Linked DNA regions of Hordeum vulgare: all the other regions are linked to region 1. The links are chromatin contacts, called in public Hi-C maps. All regions are on one chromosome and are shown on one strand. The core of a region is the stretch at or near the end of the contact, and the rest is flanking DNA. Distances in the headings are between cores, read along the strand shown. Region 1 holds the start of LOC123444907 (ABC transporter C family member 3-like). Region 2 holds the start of LOC123444903 (transcription initiation factor TFIID subunit 12b). Region 3 holds the start of LOC123444910.

Region 1 (3,667 bases), core at 81-2,580:
AAATGAAAGACGACGATGACCATGCTGCCATGCAATCAGGCTTACTTTCTACCCACACGATGCGTGTACTCCCCATTCACCCGTCCTTTTCTCCAGTGGAATCAGTGAGCCGACGGTCGGTATCGAAAACTAAAGATGAGATGTGTGCCCATTCCATCAGTGGTGACGCCATTTCCAACAAGACCGATGGCGGTCATGCTTTGCCTTGCCAACCTTGTCTCTACCTTTTAAAGTTATTGTATTTGATACTGAGCCATCAAGGAGAACAAACGGACTAGTAGACAACATTCAACCCAAGGTTAACAATTGACCAAGGACTTAGAGCACCTCCAACAACAGGCGCACACGATATTAGGTCGCGCTGAATAAATTGTATTTTTGGTGTGCGTGGCCGTTTCAAACTTTCCAATGAAAAATACAAAAAATGCGCGTGCGGTATAAATAATTCAAAGCACGAGGCGAAACAGCATCGCGCGTCGCTTATTTCGTGTGTCCAATCTCGCGCGCTGCACACTCAAACGTCCGCGCCGCACTATCGCCATCCTCTTCGGCCGCCCCGCCTCCCCCCCTTCCACCCCCGCCTCGCGTTGTCGTCGGCGAATTTGCCCGATGGACAGCCGCACCGACATCCCCCTCACCTCTTCCTACGCCCGTGACCCCTTCGCTGCCGTCGGCGACGCAAACCCTAGCCCAAGGAGCTTTGGCTTCGCCTTCGCCGGTGCTCTTCCAACCAACGGTATCCCGCGGCCTTTTCATGACGCCACGGACGACCTCGACGGGTGACGTCGCGTCGGCGCCCGCCGTGAAGCCACGTGCCCCCCCCCCCCTCTCGAAGATCACAAATGCGATGATGGTGAAGGCGGGTAAGGTATCCGTGAAGAAGAACAAAGCGGTGGACGACTCCTTTAGGCGGCCGAAGAAGAAACTTACAGGACGTGCGACGGATGCGGCGGCAACCGAAGCGCCGGCGAGCTATGTTATATCTTTTTTTATGTTTGAATTATCACTATATTATTAAAATGAATATGTTACAAGCGTCGGCTCCTCGTGCATGTTTGCTAGAACGATGTGGGTACAATTTTTTGAGTGATCATTGGAGCCGACGCGTATAAAAAATAGTTATTTCGACTATCTTTATTTTAGCGCGGTTGTCCGGCTTTTGAAGATGGTCAAGTGACCACCAACTACAGTCTACAGCAGCCAGTCCACTCCGACTCCAGCTTAAGGGGGTGTTTGGTTGGCTTCCACCCAGCTTCCGTCTACCGGCTTCGAAACCAAAAGCTTCTTTGGTTGGGCTTCGAGTCGGCTTCCGGCTTCCGGCTTCGAAGCCAAAAGCCCGGTAGACGGAAGCTGGGTGGAAGCCAACCAAACACCCTCTAGAATCGAGCTGCGCGTCACGAGCGCACGCGCCGCGCCGCGGCAGCGATGGCGGTGACCGAGCGATCACTGCCGTGCCTCTTCCTCCACGGCGCCAGCGCCGCGGTCCACCTCATCCTCGTCCTCGCCGTTGCTGGGAGCCGGCTCTTCCCCCGCCGCGGGAAGGACACGGTCGTCGCCGCGTGCGGGTTCCGGTGCCACGCGGTGGCGGCCTGCGCCACGTGGGCTCTGGCGGCGTTCCAGCTCCTCCTCGCCGCGTACTCCTGCTACCTGGGCACCGGCGCCGGATATCCGCTCGACGCGGCGGCGGACCTGGCGGATGGCGCCGTGCGGGCGGTGGCGTGGCTGCTGCTCGCGGCGTACCTGCAGTTCGAGTTCCGCCGCGAGGAGCGGTTCCCCGCGCCGCTCAGGCTCTGGTGGGCGCTCTTCCTGCTGCTCTCGGTTCTCGAGGTCGCCGTCCACGCCGCCACGAGCCTCGACGGGGTTCCCGTGCCCGCGCGTTCGTGGGCGCTCGACGCCGCCTCGGTCCTCGCGGCCGTGGTACTGCTCGTCGCCGGGCTGTTGGGCAAGAGGGAACTAGCAGGCGGGTCTGCTTCCGAGGAGCCTCTGCTAAATGGCGCGAGTGAGAGCAACAGCGCCTATGCCTCCGCGTTCTCCGGCGCCGGCCTCCTCGGCGTCCTCACCTTCTCCTGGATGGGGCCGCTGCTCGCCGTGGGCCACAAGAAGGCCCTCGGCCTCGACGACGTCCCGGGCCTCGACCCCGGCGACAGCGTGGCCGGCCTGCTCCCCTCGTTCAAGGCCAACCTCGAGAGGCTGGCCGGCGACGGCACCACCGCCCAAAGGGTGACGGCGTTCAAGCTCGCCAAGGTGCTGGTGCGCACCTTCCGATGGCACGTCGCGGTGACCGCGCTCTACGCTCTGGTCTACAACGTGGCCACCTACGTCGGCCCGTACCTCATCGACTCCCTCGTGCAGTACCTCAACGGCGGCGACGAGAGGCACGCGAGGAAGGGGCAGCTCCTTGTCCTCGCCTTCATCGCAGCCAAGGTGTTCGAGTGTTTGTCCCAACAGCACTCGTGCTTCCGGCTGCAGCAGGTCGGGATACGGGCGCGGTCCGCGCTCGTCGCCGTCGTGTACGAGAAAGGGCTGGCCCTCTCCGGCCGTTCCAGGCAGACCCACTCGAGCGGCGAGATGGTCAACATCGTCGGCGTCGACGCCGACCGCGTCGGGAACTCCTCCTGGTACATCCACGACCTGTGGCTGGTACCGCTCCAAGTAAGCATGGCGATGTTCGTCCTCTACTCCACTCTCGGGCTTGCCTCGCTCGCCGCGCTCGGCGCCACCGTGGTCGTCATGCTTGTCAATGTTCCTTCGGTGAAAGTCCAGGAGAAGCTCCAGAAGAATCTGATGAAGAGCAAGGATGTTAGAATGAAGGCGACGTCCGAGATCCTACGCAACATGAGGATTCTCAAGCTGCAGGGGTGGGAGATGAAGTTCTTGTCCAAGATCATCGCCCTCAGGAAGACAGAAACAAACTGGCTCAAGAAGTACCTTTACACCTCGACCATGATCACCTTCATCTTCTGGAGTGCCCCTACTTTCATCGCCGTGGTCACCTTCGGAGCATGCATACTAATGGGGATACCATTGGAGTCGGGCAAGGTGCTGTCTGCATTGGCCACACTCCGGGTGCTGCAGGAATCGATATACAACCTTCCGGACAGGATCTCGGCCATCATTCAGACAAAGGTGTCTCTTGACAGGATAGCCTCCTTCCTGTGCCTCGAGGAGTTCCCAACAGACGCTGTGCAGAGGCTGCCAATCGGCAGCTCAGATGTTGCAGTTGAGGTCAGCAATGGGTGCTTTTCCTGGGAGGCCTCGCCTGAAATGCCAACGCTCAAGGGCCTCAACTTTCGAGCTCGGCAAGGCATGTGTGTGGCGGTCTGCGGCACGGTCGGCTCCGGAAAATCGAGCCTGCTCTCTTGCATTCTTGGCGAGGTTCCGAAGCTATCAGGAATGGTCAGGACTTGCGGGACAATAGCCTATGTGAGCCAGTCAGCGTGGATACAGAGCGGCAAGGTTCAGGAGAACATACTGTTCGGCAAGCAGATGGACAGTGAGAAGTATGACAGAGTGCTGGAGTTGTGTTCGCTGAAGAAAGACTTGGAGAGCTTCCCATCGGGCGACCAGACGGTCATTGGAGAGCGAGGCATCAACCTCAGCGGTGGGCAGAAGCAGAGAGTTCAGATAGCACGAGCGCTGTATCAGGACGCCGACATTTATTTGTTCG
Region 2 (3,711 bases), core at 172-2,671, 150 kb after region 1:
TGGAATCCTGCCGCGTCGGCCTCCTCCTGCGCCACCCGCGCCGGCCGCCTCCCCCCCCCCCCCCCCCCCCCCCCGCCGGCCGCCTCCCCCCGCGCCGGCCACCTCCCCCCGCGCCGGACGCCTCCTCCCGTGCCGGCCGCCCTCCCGCGCCTTGCCGCGTCGGCCGCCCCAGAGTGGTTGCCACCGCCCGCCCGTTTTTGGCGGTTGGCCACATCCCTTTTTTTGGAGAATATTCCAGCATCTGGTTGACTCTATCCCTCCTCGCCCCAGATCCAAACGCATGGCAACCACAGAAAAAAGTGGTTATCCCTGTCCCTGGGAGGATATCCCTCCAACCAAACACACCCTAAAAGCTGTTGTCCTGGACACCGGTACAGTCTTCAAAATAGAACTTTGACTATTAATTTCTATTATAATATACTCCCTCCGTCCCATAATATAAGAGCGTTTTTTACACTATACTAGTGCCGGAAACGCTCTTATATTATGGGACAGAGGGAGTACTACTCAAAAGTTGTGGGACAGAGGGAAATTTTATCCAGACATTTGAATGGATTCCCTATAAGATGATATAAAACTGCCTCCATGTATGAATGTTACACAAGTGAAGTGATAAGAAAACAAGCAATGTCTAACCACAATTAATCATGATCTTCCGAGAAAAATGATTTGTAATTAAATGCACAGTTTTCTCGTCGTTCCTTCTTGTTACAAGTGACATTTATGCATGATAAGGCTATAATGTATGTGTTATATTCAGATTACTTATGCCCCAAACCCCAACTTCACCTGTGCCATCATCTGCGACTGGAGCCCGTAGTGCGCGGCAGAAGCCGCGTTGCCCTGCCCTTGCATCATCCCGAGCTGCCCCTGACCAAGCATTGCAGCGCGGGCCGCCAGCTGCTGCTGCTGCTGCTGCCCCAGCTGCGCTCCGCCACCTGAGAAGCTCATCTGCCCTCCGTACATCCTGGCCGTTGCCGCGGAGTATTGTGGAAGCTGGCTGGCAGCGGCGAGGCGGGAAGCCGAACCCGAGCGCTGGATCTGGCCGTAGCCTCCGGCGCCGGGCACTGCCTGCGTGGGCGAAGGCGCCTGCAGCTGCTGCGGACGAGGCGGGAAGTCCGCGGACCCTCCGCCCGCAGCTGCCGCGGCTGGATCGAGCTGCGGGGAGGAGATGACGGAGAGGTCGGAGACGGTGGGGGAGGGGGGGATTTGGGGGGACAGGAGGGGGGTAGGGTTGGAGTTTTGCGGGATGGGGGCGGAGCCGCCGAGCTGGTCGGGCTGCGGCGAGGCTATGGCGGCTACGGACGGCGGATCCGCCATGGCAGGCGGGGTATAGGGTTTCCGCGGGCGGCGGTGGCCGGAGACGATGCGGGGTGGACGGTCGCGTGGAGGGGCGGGGACTAGGTGCCGGTCGTGTGGGACAGTTTGACGTGTGCGCGTAGTCTTTTCCCGATCGAGTCAGAAGGTATTCCGGTCACTGACAGGTTGGCCCATGCGATCGTTTTTCTTTCGAGAGCACCAGCCATAAGCTCTACCCGCAAATCCATGGATGCCTCTTCGTAATGGAAATACCATAACCAATACTGTATCATGTATCATACGTATCAACTAAACAATTTTAATACGAAGATTGTAGCCTTTTAAGAGTAAGAACTAGGAAGATTTTAAACGCTTCGGTGAAATAATTAGTTATGTCCTTTTGCGTACTCGCTTGACTGATATTTTAAAAATGCATGTATGTGTTAAGTATATAAAGGATATTATTATCAACAACAAAAAATACGTAAAACTGAAATTGCTACTATGCTTGCTAATTATTTTTTTGATGATGGAGTGTCTAAGAAGTTGGCACATCCTGGTATACCCACAATACCTTGTTCCATTAAACAAAACTATGTTATAACTGTTTTATGTGATTTAGGAGGTGGTGTTAGTGTTATGTTATTCTCTTTATATAAAAGACTTAATTTAAATAAGCTTACAACTACTGAGATATCTACGCAAATGGCTGGTAAATCCACTGCTTTACCTATTGGAATTTGCGAGGATGTTCCTGTTGTGTTTGCAAATATTACTATGTTAACAGACTTTGTTATTCTTGAAATGCGTGAGGACGACAACATGTCAATTTTACTTGGTAGTCCCTTCCTAAATATTGCACGCATTGTTATTGATTGCAACAAAAGCAATGTCACTTTTCATGTCAATGACAAACAATATACCGTTCTATTTTTTGAAGAGGCAAATCCTGGTTAATAATATTAATGTCATTGAGTCTAGCGCCATGGTAATCATTGGAGAATTTAAAAATTCTCTACTTTCTCCCAAGAAGAAATATTATAATCTTACTGTTGGGGAAATGCAAATCCTCGTTGCGGCAACTTAGTGTCATATGAAAATGCTCCGGTTTTATGTCAATTGAAAACAGTCATTAATAAGACTTGATCAATCTTATTAATGGATCCTTTTTGAATGACACGTGGTTGATGAATTTAGTAGGCACAACTCTGTGTATTATTAGTTTACTCTGCGTTATTCTTATTTAAATAAAATAAAATGACATGATTATTCTATTTTCTGAGTTTTCCATGCAATAAAAAATGAACCAAAAATAAAAAGTCTTAGAATGCCAGCAAATTTTAGCATGGTATTTTCTAGAATATTTAAGAATGTTTGGTCATGAAAACACATCAGGGAGGGGCACTCGTGGACAACGAGGCAACACGGCACGACCACACCCCGGGCCGCGCCATGTTGTGTGGTGGGGCCCATAGAGGCCCTACCTTATCTTTTAAGCTCATGTCGTCCCTTACCTCCAGCAAAAATTCCCTATCTCTCTCTCTCTCTATATATATATATATATATATAGTGTTCTTCATGTTTTCATTATTTTTTGTATCTCTTGCTCGGAACCCCGTTTCTGAAACTGTTTTGAGGAATTGCTCCTTGGTATGTGACTCTCATTCTTGAATTAGTTTTTGCTTTAGTGTTTTATATTTTATATAATTTGCTGCACTTGGTGCTACTAAAAATGAGCTTGCATGTCTAATTTTTTTGAGTTCCAAGTAGTGGGAATGCTTGATATGTCCTCTAGGCATCCATATGAGTAGTTGCTATCAATCTTACAAAGTTTTATTGACATAATTTTGTGGTCCAAAAATTTCAGAAATTTGTTCATCGGAAGATGAGTTTCTTTAGGTGAGGTTCTTCAACCGGGAGCTCCAAAGGAGTTGTTGCGAGGACCCAAGACTAGGATAACAACATTCCTCGCAACACATAGGTTAGGTCGTGTGAATGGCCACACACACCCTTCATGAGTGAGGTGGGTTTTCATCAAGAATTCATGCAACTCATTGCAAATGTCGGGTTGACCAACTTCCTCGCAGATGAGTGTGATCAATAATATCTCCTTACAAATTCCTTTGTGCAAAACTTTTACTTCAACAATACGCTTGATGTCCCCATGGTTCGTTTTGATTTGTATGCTCAACATCATGAAACACCACTCTATGAATTTTGTGAAATATGCATGATTCATTTTGACGGGGGAACTCGTGAGCCTGGAAACGAGGTGTTCGAGGATTTCCTCCTCACCTTGACCGTGGGAGGAATTAGGGGCATGTCGAAGGCAAGGGACACTAGCGTACATTTTCCTTTTGTGCATTATTTGGCTTTGTTTATAGGAAAATGTTTAACTGCTATGACTCAAAG
Region 3 (3,637 bases), core at 197-2,696, 210 kb before region 1:
TGCGCCAGTCCACGCCGCCCTTCTGCCCCCTCTGGCCGATGATCGGGCACGAGCTGCTCAGCTGCTGCATCGGCGGGTGGACACGGGACGGCGCCCCCGCCCCCTCCCGCTCCCGCCGCGTGATCGGCCCCGACGACGCCTTCGCCTTCCCCGTCCGCGGGCTCATCAGCAGCTTGGACAGCCTGGTGTGGACGCTTTCCGCGGAGGTGGACGGCATCGGCGGCGGAAGCCCCGGCACGAACTGGCCGAAGACGGCGCAGATGCGGACGAACACGGCGCAGGCGGCGCGCGCCATGAGGCCCACGGCCTTCTCGTAGCTCTGGCTCCACAGGGACTCCTCCTTGAGCCGCCGCACCTTGAGCAGCTGCGTCTTGATCTCCTGCTTGAGCGACTCGGCGCCCATCGAGTCGCCGGCCAGCGGCGGGTCGGCGAGCTTCGCCGGTATCGGCCCGCTGAGGCGGCTCCAGCCGCGGACGGTGAGCTTCCGCTCGGCGGACTCGAGCTCATCCAGCGCCTCCATCTCGGAGCACAGCTTGGACGTGGCCGCCACGAGGCGCTCCATCTTCTTGGCCTTGACCTTGAGCCCCTTGGCGGCGAGCAGGTCGAGGCGCGCGTCGTGCGCGCCGGCCTTGATGCTGGCGTACACGCCGGCGAAGTCGATGCCGCAGCGCAGGCCGAGGCGCGCGACGGCGGCTGCGGCGGCGTCGAGCGACAGCACCAGCTCGGCGCAGGCGAGCCTGAGCAGGAACGCCTGGTCGGTGGAGTTGAGGTAGGCCACCCCGGGCGAGCGCATGGCGTCGGAGCGCAGCCGGGACACCTCCTGCTCCGAGAGCGAGCGGTGCAGCGACAGCAGCTTGGACATGGCCGCCCCGGCCTCGAACGCCAGTATGCCGAGCGCCGCCTGCGGCACCGCCGGCAGCCGGAAGTCCACGGGCAGCCACGAGGCCGCCTTGTGCGCAACCATCGATCGCTCCCACCGAAGCAATGAATCAACAGCCCGACCTGTTGGCTGTGGGCACCTTTCTGGCTTTGCTGTCAATACGGGCAGACAATCAAGCCATGTAATGGAATGGAATGATTCGCCGAGCTGGGCGTCCTCGGCGATGGCGCCGGCCTTCCTCTAGTACCACTACCACTACCAGCCCGTCGACGCGGTTGCTGGTACGGGCTAGGCTGGGATGGTTGGTGTGGGCGTCACAACTCACGAACTTTCTTATATATCGCCGGTGGTCGCTCCCCGTTTTGCTAGCTATAGCCGCTCGGAAGTTAAGCGTTGGCGCGGGCAATTAGATGTGGGGGATGGCGATGGTGCGAGGGTTAAGTAGCGTGCGTGGCGGGAGGAGGAGGACACGGTCGCGGCGCGCGTGGGAATGCCTTGCCGAAATGGTAGGCGCTGCCCACACGACGGAGCGAGCGAACGAACGTCCGTTGCGGCGTCTGATTTCGGACTCGGGGTGGCCCCCCGGGACTAGGCTAGTTTATCATTTTTGGTTCCGGGGTGGGGGCACGTCGCCCCCGGTTATTCTATGCCGAAACCCCTCGCTCTGGCCTGGTCCGAGGTTACGGCCGGGCAAAAACCATTAACGGACTCGATCGGGATCCACTGGTTGTGCTATACTAATCTTCTTCGTCGCAGAGGAAGTTATTTGGGGCATATATTATTATCTTGGGGTGCCCGGGCCGGGAATTGATCTTTTCCTGCGAAATTACCGAGACGTTTTCCAACTAGGATCGTTTCTACATTTTCTAGTATAGTACTCGTATGCCATCTTGGGGTTCTCTTCCGATATAAGAAACCCGATTCAGCCGTCCCGCCGGCCGGACGCGTGTTGATCATGTGCCCGTCGTCGATGAAGCAAAGGTTCATGGACGTGGCTGGCTGTGATAGTTGACAATATCGCCCATATCCAACATGCAAAGAGATGTCCATGACTAGCATGCCTCGCTCGCGCACATGGCTGCGTGAGCATTCGGTTGCGTATGCGCGAGGCGCCTACGCGTGCATATGCATGCATGTGTGTGGTGTTGCTTACGGACTAAGATACTGTTGTAAGATGGAGTAGTACAGCTCAATCAAGTCCAAGGAATTGGACAACGGAATCCCCGTACTCGACCAGTACTGTTGTAGCCCGTCCCTAAATAACCGTCGAGCTCTAGCACAAAATTACTCTAAATTTAAGGCATTTCTTTTAAAACGGAAGAAGTATGTGTTTACTCCTTTCTTTTCAGATCACTGTACATGTTTACTCCAGCAGTGTACTAGCTTAAGGAGTAATGTACTGTGTATAGATATGCTATAGGATACTGCAAGTGTGTACTTTACAGTTTGTGAGGAAAAGTAATTAGTATTTTATTTTCACCTAAAGGAATTAGTATTATGATGTACACATCCAGTCACATCTAACTAGCCGGCCTGCTCCATATTTCAAATCAGTTGTACCTTCACGTAGTTAGTTGAATTTAGAGGTAATATCACCGGCGGTGCTTAAACTTGTCACTCTTGTTCACTTTGGTGCCTAAACTTGAAAAATACATCGAACTGGTTCTAAAACTTGGCACAGGCGTTCAAATACAATGGTAATTCTATCTATATGACGTATAATACACTGACTGACATGGCATTTTGATTAGCATGCATACATGGCGTGAGAGGCACTTCTAACAAAGAGTTTGCTTTATATATGTCTCTATGACCAGCGGACCCACATGTCAGCACAAAGGAAAAACCCGAGTTAAAATTTGTTGTACAAATGATTTGAACTAGCTTTCAGGGGATAGCGGACAACGTGTGCTAGCAGCTCCTCCAATTAAGATTAGGTGTACAAAGTGTGTAAATGTCATATCTATATAAACAAACCGACGTGTATATTTTTTAGGGATACCTGTATGGTTTCAATGGGTTCGAATCAGTGCGGTTAATGTTAGTTTTTTTCTTAAATTTGCAAAAATTACGTAAAGTATAATGATAGTAATAAATATAAAGTTGAAATACTAGTGTGCTATAAATATTATACATGTAAAATATAACTTATTTAGCAAAATGTTCAAGTATTAATAATTATTTATTGTTACTTATTTTTAGACAAATCGTACAAATTAAATTTTATTTATTGTAATAAAAATGTTTCTATAGTTTATAATATCATAAAGAAAAATCACAATTTGGAATTATATTTTTAATTATACAAAAAATTATATATTTATATGCACATTTTGTAATTCCTATTTAAGAATTTTTTGCATAACAAAAAATATTCATAACAATGCAAAATTTAAAATTATTTTATTATTATAAATATTTACATCTGAACATATTTCAGTTACGTAAAAGTTATGAATATGTGTCACGAGTGAAAGTTATTAGAAGCAAATATGAATAAAAATGTGAATATTTATAAAAATTACTTGTACAATTTATAAATAAGTTATGCTATTTGTCAATATAATATCTTTGATACACAAATATTTAACTTTTTTATATTACCGTGATCATATTGACAAAGTTTTTACTAGTTTCTAATAATACTAACATGTCTTCCTCGACAACATTAAGAGTCTTTATCAACGCCGAGTATGACAAAATTTGGAGGCATAGTTGCTAGCTAATTATGCTTATTTTTCAAGGCAAGAAGGCTGC

Evidence for each region. Hi-C and Micro-C count contacts between places; a contact is called where the count stands out from the background.
Region 2: a Hi-C map of seedling shows a contact between it and region 1, with 1.7 times the contacts expected there. The contact joins the promoter of LOC123444903 here to the promoter of LOC123444907 in region 1. A contact is called at or near these places in 3 of 6 Hi-C or Micro-C datasets (leaf and seedling).
Region 3: a Hi-C map of seedling shows a contact between it and region 1, with 2.1 times the contacts expected there. The contact joins the promoter of LOC123444910 here to the promoter of LOC123444907 in region 1. A contact is called at or near these places in 2 of 6 Hi-C or Micro-C datasets (leaf and seedling).

The regions. Positions count from the first base shown.
Region 1 is chr3H:548,364,266-548,367,932 of MorexV3_pseudomolecules_assembly, reverse strand. It overlaps LOC123444907 (ABC transporter C family member 3-like), which reads left to right and starts at 1,330. Exons shown (of 10, transcript XM_045121793.1): 1 at 1,330-3,667. The coding sequence starts at 1,426.
Region 2 is chr3H:548,218,753-548,222,463 of MorexV3_pseudomolecules_assembly, reverse strand. LOC123444903 (transcription initiation factor TFIID subunit 12b) reads right to left here and starts at 1,421. Exons shown (of 8, transcript XR_006631044.1): 1 at 790-1,421.
Region 3 is chr3H:548,571,547-548,575,183 of MorexV3_pseudomolecules_assembly, reverse strand. It overlaps LOC123444910, which reads right to left and starts at 1,446. Exons shown (of 1, transcript XM_045121796.1): 1 at 1-1,446. The coding sequence starts at 964.